2 separate regions of the Danio rerio genome follow, and region 2 is linked to region 1. A link is a contact called in public HiChIP or PLAC-seq data. All regions are on one chromosome and are shown on one strand. The core of a region is the stretch at or near the end of the contact, and the rest is flanking DNA. Distances in the headings are between cores, read along the strand shown. Region 1 holds the start of rnf217 (ring finger protein 217). Region 2 holds the start of nkain2 (sodium/potassium transporting ATPase interacting 2).

What was found. HiChIP or PLAC-seq counts read pairs in DNA pulled down with a chosen protein or histone mark.
Region 2: a contact with region 1 is called in an H3K4me3 HiChIP or PLAC-seq map of embryo, with 7 times the contacts expected there. The contact joins the promoter of nkain2 here to the promoter of rnf217 in region 1. A contact is called at or near these places in 3 of 18 Hi-C or Micro-C datasets (caudal fin, embryo and hematopoietic stem cells) and 1 of 4 datasets of contacts at active chromatin or transcription factors (embryo).

Annotation. Positions count from the first base shown.
Region 1 is chr20:43,071,482-43,076,105 of GRCz12tu, forward strand. rnf217 (ring finger protein 217) reads right to left here and starts at 1,936. Exons shown (of 6, transcript NM_001082853.1): 1 at 980-1,936. The coding sequence starts at 1,861.
Region 2 is chr20:43,404,820-43,409,443 of GRCz12tu, forward strand. It overlaps nkain2 (sodium/potassium transporting ATPase interacting 2), which reads right to left and starts at 2,031. Exons shown (of 7, transcript NM_001351706.1): 1 at 1,196-2,031. The coding sequence starts at 1,249.

The DNA of each region.
Region 1 (4,624 bases), core at 686-3,185:
AACCTACATCTTTAATTACCTTTAAAAGTCACATCAAAAAAATATTTTAGCATAATGTTATCTGAAAGCTTCCTGACCTCAAAGCTGTACATGCAGCAAGTATTTATTTTTAATACTTTTATTTTTATTTTTTACAGCTTATTAATTAAACTAAAAAGTAACTCAAGTTACATTTTCAAAAAAAGTAACTCAAGTTACATTTTCAAAAAAGTAACTCAAATATTGTTACTTAATTTTGAAAAGTAATGGGTTACTGTAATTGTTACTTAGAAAAGTAATATAATTACGTAACTCACATTTCTTGTAATGTGCTACCCCCAATATTGTGTACAGCATACGTAATGACAACTATAAATGCATTAAATAATCTTAGCTGATGTTATTTTCATAGTTAATACCTAATAACACTTTAAAACAAAACTTGTAATCATTTTTTAATTAAGTTAATAACTAAAAACAATTCAGTTGTATTTTTTTATTGAACATATAACTATAATATTGTTATTTCTCATTGACTAACATTATTTGATTTTATTGTAAAAAGTTGTTACCTATAGACCCTTTTCACATTTTCGAATTTCTCAGCTGCATAAATAGAAACTCCTCGCATAAGCGGTAATTCATTTTTTGTCATTTGACACAAAGATGATAATGCATTCATAAATGCATATAAAGGTTCATACGGTTTTAAAAATATATATAAATATGAAAAACTTTAAAGGATTTAGGAGTATGATGACCGATAAACACAACATAACAAAAGACAAAACACGTCTTGTAAAAAAGGTCCAATGTACTTTATCATCATTTTGCTATTTAATTTCTTTAAAACAGTTATTTACTCTTAACATTACATAGGCCCACAGTATTTTTTGTTACTGTTAAATGTTAAGTTGCATTAATATCGCGATAAAAGGAACAACCAAATTTGATACTATTGCAGACACAAAGGTACAACACTGAAAACAAATATGGATACCTGTGAGATGATGTATCTTTTCAGACATTCTTCACAAACAGCCTTTTTGCAACAGTGTAGCGGCATGATTTGTTTATCGTCAAGACAAATGCGACATGTCAACACCACAGACAAACTGTTGTCAGCATTATATGAGCTGTGTATTCCAGACACCATCAGGTCAGAGACGGTATAGGGCACTGGGTAGGGATCATGATTGTCCAATTCTAAGTTTGGTAAGTCGGTGGATGGTAAAACCAGTACATCTGGGGAAGAAGAAGATGAAGAAGATGATGATGATGATGATGATGAAGTCTCGTGATTGGATGTTGTTTTCTGAACAGGTATCCTATAATTATCATTGGCTATACAGTATACAGTGCAGTAAACATGCTCTTTTGATTGGCTGGGATCTTCGCCACTCTTCAAATCAATGTTATAATCAATATGATGATTCCCATCAGGATTTCCCAATTCTGGATTGCTCTCAATATCTTGTTGTAGATTTATTGTGCTACATTGCAACCTTTCATCATCATTTTCATGGTCCAAGTCGTTTAGATTGATGTCATTTCCTACTTTCTCTAGATTTTTGGGATCTTCTGTATCTCTGATAGTGGAACCAAAATTCCTTCTTAAAATATCCACAGCTCTTATGTTTTCCCTCTCGATATGTTCTCTGTGGCCGCCTCCTGGTCCATGTTTGTGTTTATGAAATTCCAAAACATCCTTCGAGGATAATGATGACGATGACGGCACCTTCGCCTCACCGCTGCGGACATCCTGGCCGAAATCAGTGCTCCGTGTCCCGCTGGATACATAGACAGATTCCCCGTCGCGTCCGGAATAACCGGGCATATTTCGCGTGGTGTCATTCACTCGCACGGAAGACTCATCTTCCATTCCTGAGCGGTCAACTTTCCATTTGAGCGAAAAACACACACAGTCCGGTTTCAAACTCACAAACTAAAAACACCGAGTAACAACTAATACACCACTTCCGGGTGCTAAATAGCGAATCCTACTACGGCGAAGCCTCGGGTTATGAATATTAACTATCTTACGTTGACGTTACTTGGTAACGATCCAATGACACACGTCTATCTCATGAATATTAACTATGCGGCTTTGACGTTGTGTCTTTTGCTTCCAATGAAACATTTCCTAATATTAATGAAAATCCGTCGTCAGCATAGTAGGATTCGTGAGCTCACCGTCGAATGTTATGCTTCTTTCGTTTATGCTCGACTAGGTGAGAACTATTACTGTTAATAACCTATTAAATGCGCATATAAATTATAGCACAAATAGCTAGTTATAAGGTGTTTGGTTAGATCTACAATATGCAATAAATACATACGTAAAGATAAAAAACTGACGTTTTACATTTTAAACAACTGCATGTGACTGAAGTCATACTCTTTATATTAAAATGTACGAGTGATTAATACTGTAAGCTTGTACCGTTTGAAATATGTTCTAGTCTCAAAACAACAATCAAAGCATACATCAGAATGAGTCCTGTATATATAACATTGCTACCTGGGGAAAACCACAGAAAACAGACGCTTAAATGTCATACAATAATAGTTTACATGTCAATAAATAGATACAGATAATACAGATGGATGGATGGATAGTACCAAAATACCACTTAACTGTATATTTTTATGTAACTATCCTTCAAAGCTTATATCTAGAATAAAACTTAGCATTATCACATTATTTTCTATTTCATTTTTTCATTGTATTTGTTAGGTTAAATAATGACATTATTTTTCTGTGCAGAAGTTATTAAAACATTTAAACAGATAATTTACTTGCTTACTTGCTTTCTTTTATATAATAACTCATCTCATAACTGATCTATTTTTATCTTTGCCATGATGACAGTAAATAATATTTGACTAAATATTTTTTCAGACACTTCTATACAGCTTAAAGTGACATTTAAAAGTTTAACTAGGTTAACTAGTCAGGTTAGGAAAATAATGCAAGTTATTGTATAATGATGGTAGACTATCGAAAAAAATATATAGCTAAAAGGGGCTGATAATCTTGACCTTAAAATGTTTTTTAAAAAATTAAGAACTGCTTTTATTCTAGCTGAAATTTAAAGACATAACTGTGTTAATACGGTTAACTAGACAAGTAACAAATAAGACTTTCTCCAGAAGAAAAAATCAGAAAATATCCGAAATACTGTGAAAATGGCGACGTGGTGGCGCAGTGGTATAGCACGTTTGCCTCACAGCAAGAAGGTCGCTGGTTCAAGCCTTGGCTGGATCAGTTGGCATTTCTGTGTAGAGTTTTTGCTTGTTCACCCTGTGTTAGCGTGGGTTTCATCCGGGTGCTCCAGTTTCCTTCACAAGTCCAAAGACATGCGGTACAGGTGAATTGGGTAGGCTAAAATTGACCATACTGTGTGTGAGTGTGTGTGAATGAGAGTGTATAGATGTTTCCCAGTGAAGGGTTGTGGCTGGAAGGGCATGCACTGCGTAAAACATGTGCTGGATAAGTTGGCGGTTCGTTCCGATGTGGTGACCCTGGATTAATAAAGGTTTAACATGCTCTGTTAAACATAATTTGAGAAATATATAAAAAAGATATTTTTTATATCTATATAAAAAATATATAGACACTAATTACCACTAATTAATTCCTAAATTATATCTGGTTAAACATTTACTCAGTAAATTTAAAAAGGATATTGATATAAATTGCTCTTTTTGTTCTTTGCATTGGTAAACTTTACCCCCACATCTTTTGGCACTGTGGTTAAGTTAAAAAGCTTTGATATGATGCCTCTGTATCAAAGAAAAGGTACTCTTTAATTTAAATTAACATTTTAAAAAAATAATTTTTGGATATTTTAATTATAATAATCTGAATAATGAAGTTTTTGATATTCATCTATTCACGTTGTTGATTTTTATCATTATGAGTGTAAAATTTTCAGCACCAAAAACATTTTTTTACTGAGTTTTATAAGGAACCAAAAAAATATTTTGTCACTTAAAGCTGTATAGAAGTTTCTTGAAAAATATTGAGTAAAATATTATGTCCTGTCATCATGGCAAAGATAAAATAAATCAGCTATTAGAGATGAGTAATTAAAACTATTATGTTTAGAAATGTGCTGAAAAAATATTCTCTGTTAAACAGAAATTGGGGACAAAGAATAAACAAGGGGGCTAATAATTCTGACTTCAACTGTATATATATCCCCACTCTGCCAATCTTATCTTGATTAAATCATAAACACTAGAGGGAGGTAGAGTGTAAGATAAAACATCTCCATTTGCTCGCCTTAGATTGGTTCCGCTTCAGTGCTTTTGAATGTTAGAAAAAGAGACATGAGCAAATGCTGAGTGTGATGTTTCCTCGGAAAAAGTAAAAGGTAAATTAACCCAGTAATAGGTCACTTGGGTATATTGAAGATGCTGAATCAACATTTTGCTCCACCTTGTTGATCTCCTTTAGGATAAAAAGGCCCCAGGGCCCCTGATGATATTTGCACATTCACAGCAACTTACAAGGACAGAAATAAAAATAAAGCTGTACACTTCACCTATAAGCAATTAAATATCAAAACACGTTATGTGATATATTGCTTGGATTTTTTAAACATGTTTTACCACATACTGCAGCTAATATATTTTGTAC
Region 2 (4,624 bases), core at 781-3,280, 330 kb after region 1:
AACAAACTGTGAACTCCCTCCAAAAACCCATCCTAATTCAACAACATCCAAACAAGACGATGGCTACTTAACTCTGTAGCCTATGACATCAGCCCCTTTAAAAACCTCACTCATGACATCCTAATGTCTAGTTATGAACACTGAGTAAAGTATGAATAATAGACAGCAGGTGGTGATATCATCCACTACGTCTGATTCTTCGGGTTAATGACCAGCGCGATACATTAACCTACAAACGTCTATTTGGATTAGTGTACTCACGCTCACCAGTCGTCATGTGATCTATCACACACACACACACGTGCCTGATTCACTATGCCAGCTGGTTGGCATGGTGAGACTGTCGCTGGCCGCTATCCATTACTGTAACTGAAAGAGTGATTCAGAAAGGTGTCATATAGTTAGTCTGCGAGGAGTAAAATTACTCAGTCCTGTGAATTTTCACAGAGCGCAATGTTGCTGCACAAACACCAGACCAGACTGAAATCATCTTCTTTTTTAAATGGGACTAGATTAGAAAACATTACAAGAAATAAAGGGATAAAAACCACTCTCATGTTCTACCGGGAAGCAGTAAGTCATCGTATTCTGCTTTAGTAGGTCAATGAGACTTGGCTTAGCTTCTTTAACTTAAAACTCCTAATTGGCTGTCAGGATCCGTGGTGTAGTGGAGAGATAAGCATAAATGATAGTGGCCCCAGGCTAATGACACAAGCCCTACCTTCATGAGCATCATCATCCCTCCGGTGTAATATAACAAGGCAGGGTTTCCACATATAGCCCTGCATCATTCCCACTAAGATTACTCACAGCCACATACATCTTAATGCACTATCACTGATCACTTGTCAGATGGACACTTGAGTTAAGTTTACAGGTTCACTTCTGGGAGACATGCCAGTATTTTTTTATGACTGTGCAAGTGACAGCTGCATAAAAACATGTTAACAAGTCAAATTAGATGAATACATAATTTAAAAATTATAAAAAAAATATGCAATTTAAAAATATTAAATCAACCCCCTAGTGAAATTCAACACAGCATTACTCCATTGAGTTTAATCACAAATTCACTTGTTTTTATGAGATAAAGCTTAGCCACTGAATCTTTTGAGTGTAAGCTGAAAGGTTGTAGGTTCGAGTCCACGAGTTCATCGCAGGTTAAGAATAAATCACTTAAAGCATAATCACTTACCAATTGCATGCCACATATAAACGCCAGCGTACATCTGCCACTGCAGCAGCCCATCTTGCTCTCCGTCGAGTCCGTGTTTCCACGTGGATCGCTGTAACTCCACAAAAACGATACCCAGGTAACGGGTTTAAACGGATCTTTCTTCACTCCGGAGGCGAGAGACGCGAATCAAATACGCCCTTCCGATAAAAGCATCCCAAGCGGTTCACCGTGCAGGAAGAAAGATGTGAAGGAAACTGCATGTGCTGTTTGGAAAAGTAGAATTGACGCGTACGCAAAGTCAAAGAGACGCGGACAACACTTCCTTAAGTTAGTGAAGAAATAACGCTATCTCCAAATCCAGCGCTGAAAAACATGTTAATGTGATCTTCCACGGGTCCGGGTGTGAAAAACAAAGCCAGCCAGTGTTGTTTACGCTCTCATTGCTCCTCCCTCGTGCGAAAGAAACCGAATTAACACATTTTAAAGCGCAAAAGCTTTGCTTTCTTTCTCTGGAAGCCGCTTCTCGTGCGTTTAGTTGTCCAGCAGGAAATCCACGGGAACGGTGATACGAGGACAATAATCCGAGCGCGCGTCCTGGAGCAGCCTTTCAGTGCAGCTGAGACGTGTCTTCACGGGTCCCTCAACTACTACTGGTCCCTTCCACTGTTAACTTGCTCAGTCCGGGTGTACAAGAGGACAAAGAAACGGCGCATCCTGCACCATCTGACGCTCCAGATTGAATGAAGCGCACGCACGCGGCGCTGCACTCGGCGGGGATGCGACTCGGTTTGTTTCTCACGCAGCGGCTGGTGCTGATGCTGATGCTGTACAGACAGAGCGCAGATGAGGAGCTGGACGTCCCTCAATGCGCCGGATGAGTCTCTGCTCTCTCTCTCTCCCTCGCTCTCTCTCAGTGGGCGTGAGAGCAACACGATATGGAAATAATGACTGTGTGGCGCTGGGGGGTCAGTCGGCAAGATGCAGATATATAACGGTCTGTAATTGCTTCGGTCGCCCTTAGGAAATTCCAGGTCTGAATTTAAATAGATCCCTCGGGTTTCGAAGTCTACGATGAAAAGAAATCTTCTTGTTAGTACATAATTCGTTTCGTAATCTTCTTCCTTTTTTGTAGCTTAGACTCTTTTTTTTTTGACAAAACACTTCTTTTGTTTCCTTAAAAGGTTTAGCTGTTTATACCTGACAACGACCTTGCTGCAGGGATATCTTTATTCTTAGATAGGCTAGCTAATCCAAATTGATCTATCTATCTTGGCCTATCTATCTATCTATCTATCTATCTATCTATCTATCTGTCTATCTATCTATCTATCTATCTATCTATCTATCTATCTATCTATCTATCTATCTATCTATCTATCTATCTATCTATCTATCTATCTATCTATCTATCTTACAACAGTTTACTTGAATCGCGTCCTACAAAGAGTAAACGCAAACGGCTGGCAGAAAAACAAACAAACAAACAAACAAACGATCAGGCTAGTCTTCTTAATTTGAAAGTAGCGCTGAATGTAGATCCCTTAGCGGATTAATACATGAAAATATGGGACTGTCTAACCGCTAAAAGTCGCATTGACCAATCAGAATCGAGTATCAAGCGAAATCTCATAGTTCCCACAGTATGTCACAAAAACAAATTTATACACAGTGTCGTGAATTAATTAGGCTAAATTTAAATGCGTAACATATAGAATAATAATAATAATAATTACTAAGCCCTAACATATAAATGTGTAATTAGTTACTTGTAAAAATTGTAACAATTACAAAGGGGTTACACTGAATATTTTCAGTAAAAAACTAAGATACAGTGTGTCGAATAATATGAATTTGTTGTTCTGCCTGTGTTAGATGGACATGATGACTTTTAAATGTGTGACAAACCCAGGATACCAGTTTGAATGAGGCAGATCCTGATTGGATACCTGCTTGCTCACCAAATTATTTAATGTATAAAAATAAGAGTGTTGTGCTAGAAGTGTTGTTTAGTGTGTCTGGAGGACGGTGTGGCTACTTGGACATTCTCGTGTCAAGGTTCTGGTTTCGTTTTGCATAATTTATAGTTAAGTTAGTTGTGATTATATCTTTCTTCTTCTTGATTCAATCCCTAGACATTTGTTTGATTTGTTGTTGTATTAGTTTTTTGTATAATAAATAAGTTATTTTGTTGTCTGAGCTTTTTATGTTCAAACAAGGGGACCGTAACAAATGCCATTTAGTAAAGCGATGCCATTTTGATGTTTTTGATTGGTTCTGATGTTGTATTTTTTTAACATTAGGTACCAGATCGACAACATGCAGAATACATTTAAAATGCAAACATTTACTGTATAGAATTCACTTTTGGTTAATTTTTAGTGGCTGTGAAGTAATTCCAAATTAAAATAAATAAAAAAGTACCTACTCAAGCAAGTACTATGCTTACTGTAAGTCTGACATTACATGCCACTGATTTCATTGTATCAGATGCCAAAAGCAAACAACAAACCATAATAAACATCATAATCCTAAACTTTATTCTCCATATCGAAATCTCAAATTTACACAGAGATTCATCTTTCATAAATCAATAAAAAATTGGTGTCCTGGACTGTACACTGTATCTACACCACAAGTTTTTAAAGATTCGCTCAAATATGTGATGTGAATAAATATCAGTCCTAAACCTCTGAGATACTGTAGTATTCTCATTTCAGACGAGTAGAGGATTTGACCTAGAAACAGTAGACCTATTCTTTATGTCACGATTTAACAAGAGGACAAGAATAAAAGTGTACTTGTGTGCACAGTATAGCCTGTTTTCATACTTAGAATTAATCTTAGTGCAATGCAAGTTAACAAACACGAACCCACACCGACAAAGAATACACATACAATCAGTCTCTCTATCAATGTTTAGGACATGCTTTAATTTTCCCAGCAATCTTGAGTGGCAGTAGCATGTATTTACTTTCCGATTTCCTGAGGTAATGACTTTGGGGACCAAATTGCAAACCCCTTCTTCCTGTCATTCTCGTCCTCTGGACAGATTCAATCTCAGGATTTGTTACAATTTTAAGTGATGGAATTAGCGATACTGCGTTATGTTTGTCCCACATGACTTATCTGAGTCTTCCAGCCATCATATCTCGTCCAAGCTTTTGCCATGTTTCAGCAATGCACAAACAAGTAAAGGTTTGTAGACAAATATGGTGGTTTTATGGTTGCAAGAACTTACAAAATACCAAGTAACAAGAGTAAGAAAAACTGTAATAAAATTCCAAAAAAGAAATCTGGTGGAAACGAAAGCCAATAATCTCATTTTACGACAAACAATTATTTTTATTAACAAGTTTTTACTAGTTCTACATTTTTCAATAATTACCAAACAACACAAGAACAATAAAAAAACTAAATGAGCATACTAATACAAAGAAAATAATGGTA